3 separate regions of the Sus scrofa genome follow, and regions 1 and 3 are each linked to region 2. The links are chromatin contacts, called in public promoter capture Hi-C maps. All regions are on one chromosome and are shown on one strand. The core of a region is the stretch at or near the end of the contact, and the rest is flanking DNA. Distances in the headings are between cores, read along the strand shown. Region 1 holds the start of LYRM1 (LYR motif-containing protein 1). Region 2 holds the start of EEF2K (eukaryotic elongation factor 2 kinase). Region 3 holds the start of ACSM3 (acyl-coenzyme A synthetase ACSM3, mitochondrial).

Region 1 (2,700 bases), core at 165-2,664, 1.2 Mb before region 2:
GTCAATGATTCCAATTCAGCTAAAATGAGAAAAGTAGTCATTTTTTTCTTCTGTTACATTTCTGTGAAACATCTAAACATGCCATTACTTGTACAATCAAAGCATTAAATATTCTGTTTTATCAGGCTTGAAAGCCCCGATGAGTAGAATGGAACCCATGTTATGATAATTTGTCTAGCAATAAGCATATAAATTCAGTTGCAGAGGAACAGGATTTATGGACTTTTTCTAATCAAATGATCCCTAAAATTTGGGCACCAACTCTTCAAGTTCTTCAGAAAACACAGCTCCAGATTCAACAAAGAATTTATTTCCAAATTTATAATCCAAAAAAGATTTCCAAAGAAAATATCAACACCAAAATAGGAATCATCACACTTCACTCTGAAATCCCTACAAAAGGCTAAAGTAGCACTACATTTTTTTCCCCCTTAAACCAACAGAATATCAACGGAGATCTTCTTCTTCAATCATTCTTTGCAATTTTCAAATGATTTTTTTACATCCCTTATTGGTTTACCTTCTTCCTTAAAACAAAACTAAACAAGTCACAATGTCTTATTTAACGCCACTTATATACAAACATTCAGCTAAATAAATAAGATGGAAATCAGTACAAGCCAAATGTGTCATCGAAGACTTGTGTGCCAGACACACAAGTGGAGAGAAAGATAAAAGAGCTATTGTCAAATTGTAGAAACAAAAAAGTACATGGGGTTTTCTCTTCTCCAAAGTGCATTATGAAGTGTGGGTGGAGAAAAACACAGAAATCCAGAATTAGCCTAAGATCAAAACATTCTGGAAAGAGTTGACAACATTTAAATTCCTCACATATAAAGTATTCAGAGGAAGAGACCTTGATTCCTGGACTATGATGCCATTCAGGAATCCCTGCAAGGCTTTGGAATTCCAGTATTCTTAGGAGAAAATGCTTATCTTAATCGGGAGCGACCGGGCATTGAGAAGTACTCCCAAAGAGACACAGCTTGTAACTGAAGTATTACAAAGCTTGAAGTTAAGATCTGGGATAGAAGCAGAACACCAAATTCAAAAGAAGGTACCAAGACGAAAGGGAAAAAGAAAAAGAAAAAAACACGATTACTACTTAGCCACGGAGAATTAAAGTGGAAAGGAGGGGTATGCATGGGGGAGGATGGGGGTGGGGGAGAATAGAAAAAAACAATACATTTGTCACCCTGTCCCACTTCCTATACAGGATACAGGCAAAGCTTCCAGCCCCATTACCTCAGGCACAGATGGTTATCGTTTACAGCAAAGGTGCATAGGAAGGCCTCCAGGTCTGAGCCCCTTAATTCCAGGGCTGTTAATGATTAAAGAGAAGGATGGGGGTGGGGAGGGAAATGAGGGCGGAGGAGCTGGAGATTCACCCACCACCTCCTGCTTGGGCTCCTACCTCACTGCACTTACCAGGGGCAGAAGACTAGAGTTTGCACTCCCTCCAGGGCAGCTCCGGCCCCCAGAGCCCCAGGCCTTGGGTGGCGGGTGGGGGGTGCCGGCGGTGGAGGGGCAGAGACAGTAGGTAAGTTTTCTGAGCCTGGGGCTGACACGCCACAGGGCCCCCTCACAGCGTCTTCCTCCAGCGGGACCAGTCCAGACAAGGCGCCGATTTCCACTCCTCCCCTTCTACCCCCCTTTCTCGAAGGTACCCAAACCCCCGCCCCTTCATCTCCCAAAGCCTCCCCTTTTCCTCATACACCCCCCAACCCCCAAACTCACAGCTGCTCCAGAGGTTCCTCCAGTCAAACCCTTTCTGGAAACGACGGCGGCCCGGCAGGTCCAAACCACCTACCATCCCCGCTCGCGTCTTCAAGCACCCTACCCCCACCGCCGCCGCCGCCTCTTCTTCCACCACTGCCGCCGCCTCCTCTTCATCTGCGGCCCACCGGCGGCGGCCGCCCCGAAACCCCGCCCCCTCCATCGCCTCCTGCATCATCACTTCCGGTAACCCCGCGGGCCGCCCGCTCCGGGAGGCGGAATAGGAGAAGGGCGGGGAGGGAACGAGGGGCAGGTTGCGTCACGACGTACGCAAAGACGTACGAAGCCGTCGCCAAGTAAGGGCAAAGACCTAGCGACGCGGAGGGAGGGCTAGGAGGAGATGGACTGGCCCATTTTCGGGGGGGGGGCTGGAATCCGGGGGAGAGGAGAGCGGAAGGGGGAAAGGAAAAATAAGAAAAGGTTGAACTTGGCTATAATTGTTGCGAATACGGTGGAGGGTGGTCTAGAGTGTGACGTTTAAGGAAGGCTCTAGCCTACCCCCGACCTGGTACGAATGCTCCCACGGAGGTTCGTCTGGTGGTTTGGTCTGGCCTGGCCTACCGGACCTGCTTAAGCTCTGTCGACCACGGCTCAGCTGGGCTCCCGGCGCCGCCTCCTCCCAGTCTGCCGTAGGCTGCGGCGCTTCTGTGGGTGGGGGAAGGCTGGACTGACGCAGAGTGAGTGTAGAGAATGGAGACGCTGACTCCTGGCGCGGGAGACTGGGGGAAGGGGTTGGCTCCCAAGGGGCAGGGATGGGTGAGGGTGGGGGGTGCGACGTTGCTAGGAGACGAGCCTGTGTGACCCCAGCCTCGCGAGGGCGGCTCGGTGTCCCCGCTGCTGGCGTGGGGAACCTGCCAAGGGAAGTGGCTCCAGGGCCAGGAAGGGGAAGCCTGGTTTGGGAATGCTGAAAATGCTGGTTTGGGG
Region 2 (2,700 bases), core at 48-2,547:
AGTCTGTTCTCCAAGTCCATGCATTTCTTTTCTGTGACAAGCTTCATTTGTGCCGTATATTAGATTCCAGATATAAGCGACATCCTACGGTATTTGTTAAAGCCTCATTTTTATGATCTGTAGAGTAAAGCTAGTGAGACCTACCTCTAGGGTTGGTGTGAAGAGGAATGAGATAAATCACTCGATAAACATCACTGTTACTTTTATTTCTAAGAGTTGTGAAATTTCTAAAATTTCCCTAGAAGGTTTATCTGGAAGAATATCCATGTGTGCACAGTAGTTATCATTCGTTTTATTGCCTTTTCTTCTTTATAACTTTTCATATCTATTCATTCATATCACAGGCATTTATTAAGCACTTACTATGTGCCAGGCCATGTGCTAACAGGAATACAGACAGCAATGTACTAGGCAGGTCAGGGACCTCTAGAGATGATATTAAACAATTATACACATTCCTACTGTATAGCATAGAGAATTGTATCCAGTCTCTTGAGATAGACACCATGGAAGATGATATAAGAGACAGAATGTATGTACATGTGTGACTGGGTTGCTTTGCTGTACAGCAGAAATTGGCACAACATTATAAATTGAAAACATTTAAAAGTTAGTGTTCCTGACGTGGCGCCCCGGAAACAAATCCAACTAGGAACCATGAGGTGGCAGGTTTGATCCCTGGCTCACTCAGTGGGTTAAGGATCTGGCATTGCCGTGAGCTGTGGTGTAGGTCGCAGACGTGGCTCAGATCCAGCGATGCTGTGGCTGTGGCGTGGGCCAGCAGCCTTAGCTCGGCTCAGAGGCCTAGCCTGGGAACCTCCATATGCCAGTGGGTGGGGCCCTAAAAAGACAAAAATAAAGAATAGAAAAATTATACACATGATTGCCGTAGTCATAAGCGCCTAAGTTTTTACGAAGCAGAAATCCGGGGTGGGATGGGGGGGCGATCCATTCTTGATAAAAATATTTTAAGGTTATGCTTAGAGAAGTACCAACGACGACATGCGATCACTCTTTGGAAAGGACTTGAATACAGAACGAGGCAGCCAGCTATGGAGGATGGTAAGGTGCGGTGCGCAAGGGAGGAGTTGGCTGTCCCTTGGCGGGTCAGTGCCAGGCCCTCCCCACCCGATGGGCCCTGAAGCCGTATACTCAGCAGGCTGGGGAGCTGGGGACGGAGCGCCGGCAGGTCCACGCGGCGGCTGCAAAAGCGGTGACGGCCACGGGAGGGCGGCCACGTGAACGATGCACCGAGTGCCCGCCCGGCCGTGGCCCCGCCCCTGCCTGCCTCCTCCTACCCAAGCCCCAGCTCCAGCTCGGCTCCAGTGGGGATCCGCCGCCCGCACACCCAGCGCTGCAGCCGCCCCAGCTCCGCAGACAGTGGTCTGCGCCCGCGCCCTTGGAACGCGCCCCCAGCACACGGGATCCTTCCAGCAGCCCCGCGTGCCCCCTTGCGCCCCGGGATCGGTCCGGCGGCCGCAGCTGCCTCCTTGGAGCGCCCGCCTGCGCGCCCGGCTCTCCGCTCCCCGGCGCTCTCGGGGGGCCCGCCCGCCCTGCACCCTGGAGCACCGGGCCACGAGCTTCTGCCAGCTCCTCTGGATCCTCGCGGCCGTGAGCAGCGGCTGCCTCGCCTGTCCGCCCGGAGCAGGTAGGTGGGGTGGCGGTTGGCTCTGAGAGCCGGGATCGGGCGCTGCAAACAGGCTGGGGCTTAAAAGTGAGGACCCAGGCGGAAGGGACGGGTGAGGGTTAGGCTCTTCGGGGCTCAGTGTTTGCTTCTGTAAAATGGGGCCGTCGTGCAGATTCACGGCAGTGACTATAGGAAAACTACTCGGCACGTGATGGTGTGGGAGAGGCAGCTTGGGGGCCGCCAGCCGGGGCGCCTCGGGGCCCGCAGAGGGTGGGGACAGCCCTGCCTTCCTTCCCCTGCAGGGCCCAGAGCCACGTCCCCTTCCCCGGCCCCCGAACAAGAGGCCCTAATTCCCAGAACCCCGAGGACAGTGTAGACGCGCCCTTGCTGCATTGTTGGCTGCGGGAGTTCGGGTGTTGGCAGTCTCCGGGGACGTGTGCGCCAAGAGACTGGGCATTAATATGCGGGCGGCGACGCGGGGGCGGGAGCCTACCGGGTGAGTCCCGGCCTAGATCCGCTCCGCGGGCCTGGGGGAACGCGGGGAACCAGCCTGGTTGTCCGGCTAGTGAGAGGGAGGGGGGCTGCTCCGTCTGCCCCGTGGGGACGCGGTGTGAGAGCCTGACTTCTGGGACCTCCACCCTGGAAGCTGCCTGCCTTGGGGCCCATCAGCCAGGACATTGTCCACCCCCTCTGATTTTACGGAGGAGGAACTTGAGGCTCAGAATGAGCCAAGGGCAGATACCCGGAACTGTGGGAATATAGAGCGAGCAGGTGAGAGCGGAGAGCAAACGCTGTGTGTGTGTGTGTTGGGGGGAAGGTTATTGGGCAAGACTTCCTGAAGAAAGTGATGCTTGAGCTGAGCTGGAAAGGATGCCAGTGGGAGGAGGAAGGGTATAGGGGTGGAGTTGTGCAGGTGTCTTCTCCCTCTGTGGGCTCCACAACACCTCACATTCATTCTTTTGGCTCACGTGTGTATTCAACAAATATATTGCTTGATGACGGGAATTCAGGTGTAACATGGTTGGGATTGCCGCCTCCCTTTCCTCTCAAGTTCTTTGATGTTGCGTTTTTTT
Region 3 (2,700 bases), core at 34-2,533, 1.3 Mb before region 2:
ATATATAGGAGTTTTTGCAACCAAGACCAGATAGTATGAACATCAAAAGATTATTTCTGGTTAAGGGATTTAGTGCTTTTCCATGTATGGGAAATGCAAGAGTCAGGGTTCACTGAAATCATTCCTTTGATATGCACCTCAGCTATCTAGGGCCAGTGTCCTGTGCTTTCTCATCCGGAGTCTCTTGAGGGTACACTGGGGGGGGGGGAGGAACAGGTGGGAGTTGGTGGCTACAGTGTCTGATGGTTTGATGGCTGGCATTCTGTTTCCATCCTGAGTTTCTTCAGGGCTCACCATCCAGTGGATGCAGTGGCTGATGGCTGCAAAGACCTTTGGTTAACAGCTATGGTGGGCAGCACTCACCCTCAACTACTGCTCCAGTACAAAAGTTGTTGCCAGATTTGAGTTCCCACAAATTCCAATGGAAGTAATCTGCAAAAGGGTCATTGAACTGAAAGTCATCTTTTATTCTAACCCCAGATTGACCATTATATCCAAAAATCTTATTTTTGGCTTTCACCTTTGCTTCCGCCTTTACTTTTCAAAATGTCATTGGTGGAGATTGTGCAGCATCTATTTCTGGAGGTCCTCAGTTGCTTGTGAAAAGAAGTCTCATTACACTGGCCTTGCTGTGGTGTCAGGAGGCACAGAGAGAGCTCGCTGAAATTGTTTAGTTTTTCTTTTCATCCTCAGTGCCTAGCATAGTGCCTAGCCCATAGTAGGTGCTCAAAGTTTTTCAACTGAATTCAGCTCCCAAAATGATCGATAAAGTGATAGCGAAACCGGACTGTGGGGCTCCTGGGTGCAAAAGCCTTTTTGTGTACCCCATTTCTTGTTCTTAGGAAATGAGTCTTACTCAGCTACCATGACCTTCCCTGAGTTCCTATAGGGACATGGTCAGATAGTTACTGATCAGGGAGGGGAGGAACAGTCAGGCAACTGTACAGCCTTGAGGCAGGATCCTGGTTCCCTCTCAAGGAATACACGTAATAATATAGGCATCTTATACACCCAAGAAAAAAGTTAGATCCCTATGCTTCTTTTAGAAATGAATACTTTAAAACTGAACAGCTTAGAGACTTTCCTTGTCCTTCTCCCTGGCTTAACTGCACCCTAAACACAATCACCTGTAAACAGGACTAACCTCTCCAGGAGCTCCATGGACACTTTCCCTCCATGTAAATGCATTACTTCCCCAGCCTCCCCAAAACCTGTGGTGTATGAAAATCATTAACTTCTTTATTTTTTCCTTTTCAGGGGCACACCCACGGCATATGGAAGTTCCCAGGCTAGGGGACCAATCGAAGCTCCAGCTGCCAGCCTACACCGCAGCCACAGCAAGGAAGGATCCAAGCCACGTCTGCAGCTTACGGCTGCAAGATCCACAGCCCACTGACCCACTGAGGCCAGAGACGGAACCTGAATCCTCACAGATCCTGGGTTCCTCACAGATCTGCTGAGTCATGACAGTAAGTCCAGTAACTCATTAATTATAAAAGGAACAGTCTCAGGGGACTGTGTAAATCTCCAAGGTAAACTTGGCCCAGAACTTCTGCTCCTCCCTCCAGAATGGCTCCACCAATCCAGGAAAGGCACTCTGGGCACATCTTACTGCTTCTGACTGTCCCACAACTTTTCCATTCTCTTGCGGCTACTGCCAAGACCAACGTAGATAGAAGAGTTCAAGTTTCAGGGTTACTCTTCTAGAAACAGGTCTGCTATCATCTCCTGCTGTGTTGGAATCTGTCACTTTAGTGAGTATCACTTTATCTGTCTCCTATGCAAAGTTTTCTGGGCTGGCCCACATGTACTTTTGAGCAGAGATAACAAGCAAGCAAACAAACAGACAAAAAGAAATTAAAAGTGCTCTCCTGAAATCCTGGGCAGCCAATGTGTTTCTATCAGAATTTCTCAGTTATTGTTAATAATTCTATCTAGTAAGTGACTAGGACTATGTACATACAAAAAGGCTGTAAACATAGCAGCTGAGTTTCTTTCATTTTGAGCTTTTCGTGCTATTTAATTTTTTAAAAATTATGTGCACAGATTAACTTGTTAAGATGTTTTGGAAAAAAAATTCAGTTGAGTCCAAGTAGACTAAGCTGAGGTTTTCACTCTAGTGTCTACTTAGAAGTAACCTGGGGGCAGCCACTTTTCTCTATTAGGTGGTCAAGCATAGCCCTAAAAATTCTTATGGAAGTTTAAGGCAGGGTCTTGTTAGATTGCGGAGAACAGTAGGGGTTTCATCTTGCTTTGAGGGTATATATGCCAACCCATGGTTATTACTTGGATTACTTGATGGAGAAGGTATTTACGGAGATGTGGGGAGGTGAAAATCCCCTTGGCACTGCTGTTTATATAGATGTAGAGGCTGCATGTCTGATGAGACCTTAAATACTTTCAAAAGCCTGTCTGATCAGCACTGGTACCATCTTTATTAGATGAGTTTTCTATGGCTCAGTACAAAAATCTGGACTCACACTGGGAAAGTTGTCTCAGATCTTTTTTACCTGCAAATAGTATTAGAAACCTGGAAAATGGATTTTATGAAATGCTAAAATCTCTGGAAAAACAGGAAAAGAACTTTGTTGGGGAAAAGATAGTCTTATGGTTTTGATGAGGAGGATGCTGGTATTTGGCAGAACACAATGGTTAGGCTCACTTTAAGCTCCAAATGACTGGTCAATTTTCTTTTCAAAG

The links. Promoter capture Hi-C pulls out the DNA fragments that hold promoters and counts their contacts.
Region 1: a contact with region 2 is called in a promoter capture Hi-C map of liver, with 6 times the contacts expected there. The contact joins the promoter of LYRM1 here to the promoter of EEF2K in region 2. A contact is called at or near these places in 2 of 5 promoter capture datasets (fetal skeletal muscle and liver) and 2 of 2 datasets of contacts at active chromatin or transcription factors (alveolar macrophages and skeletal muscle).
Region 3: a promoter capture Hi-C map of liver shows a contact between it and region 2, with 4 times the contacts expected there. The contact joins the promoter of ACSM3 here to the promoter of EEF2K in region 2. A contact is called at or near these places in 1 of 5 promoter capture datasets (liver) and 1 of 2 datasets of contacts at active chromatin or transcription factors (alveolar macrophages).

Annotation. Positions count from the first base shown.
Region 1 is chr3:25,150,726-25,153,425 of Sscrofa11.1, reverse strand. It overlaps LYRM1 (LYR motif-containing protein 1), which reads left to right and starts at 1,414. Exons shown (of 4, transcript XM_021086518.1): 1 at 1,414-1,540. DCUN1D3 (DCN1-like protein 3) reads right to left here and starts at 1,925. Exons shown (of 4, transcript XM_021086516.1): 1 at 1,738-1,925.
Region 2 is chr3:23,978,828-23,981,527 of Sscrofa11.1, reverse strand. EEF2K (eukaryotic elongation factor 2 kinase) reads left to right here and starts at 1,297. Exons shown (of 19, transcript XM_003124551.6): 1 at 1,297-1,648.
Region 3 is chr3:25,282,646-25,285,345 of Sscrofa11.1, reverse strand. ACSM3 (acyl-coenzyme A synthetase ACSM3, mitochondrial) reads left to right here and starts at 1,283. Exons shown (of 14, transcript XM_021086514.1): 1 at 1,283-1,469.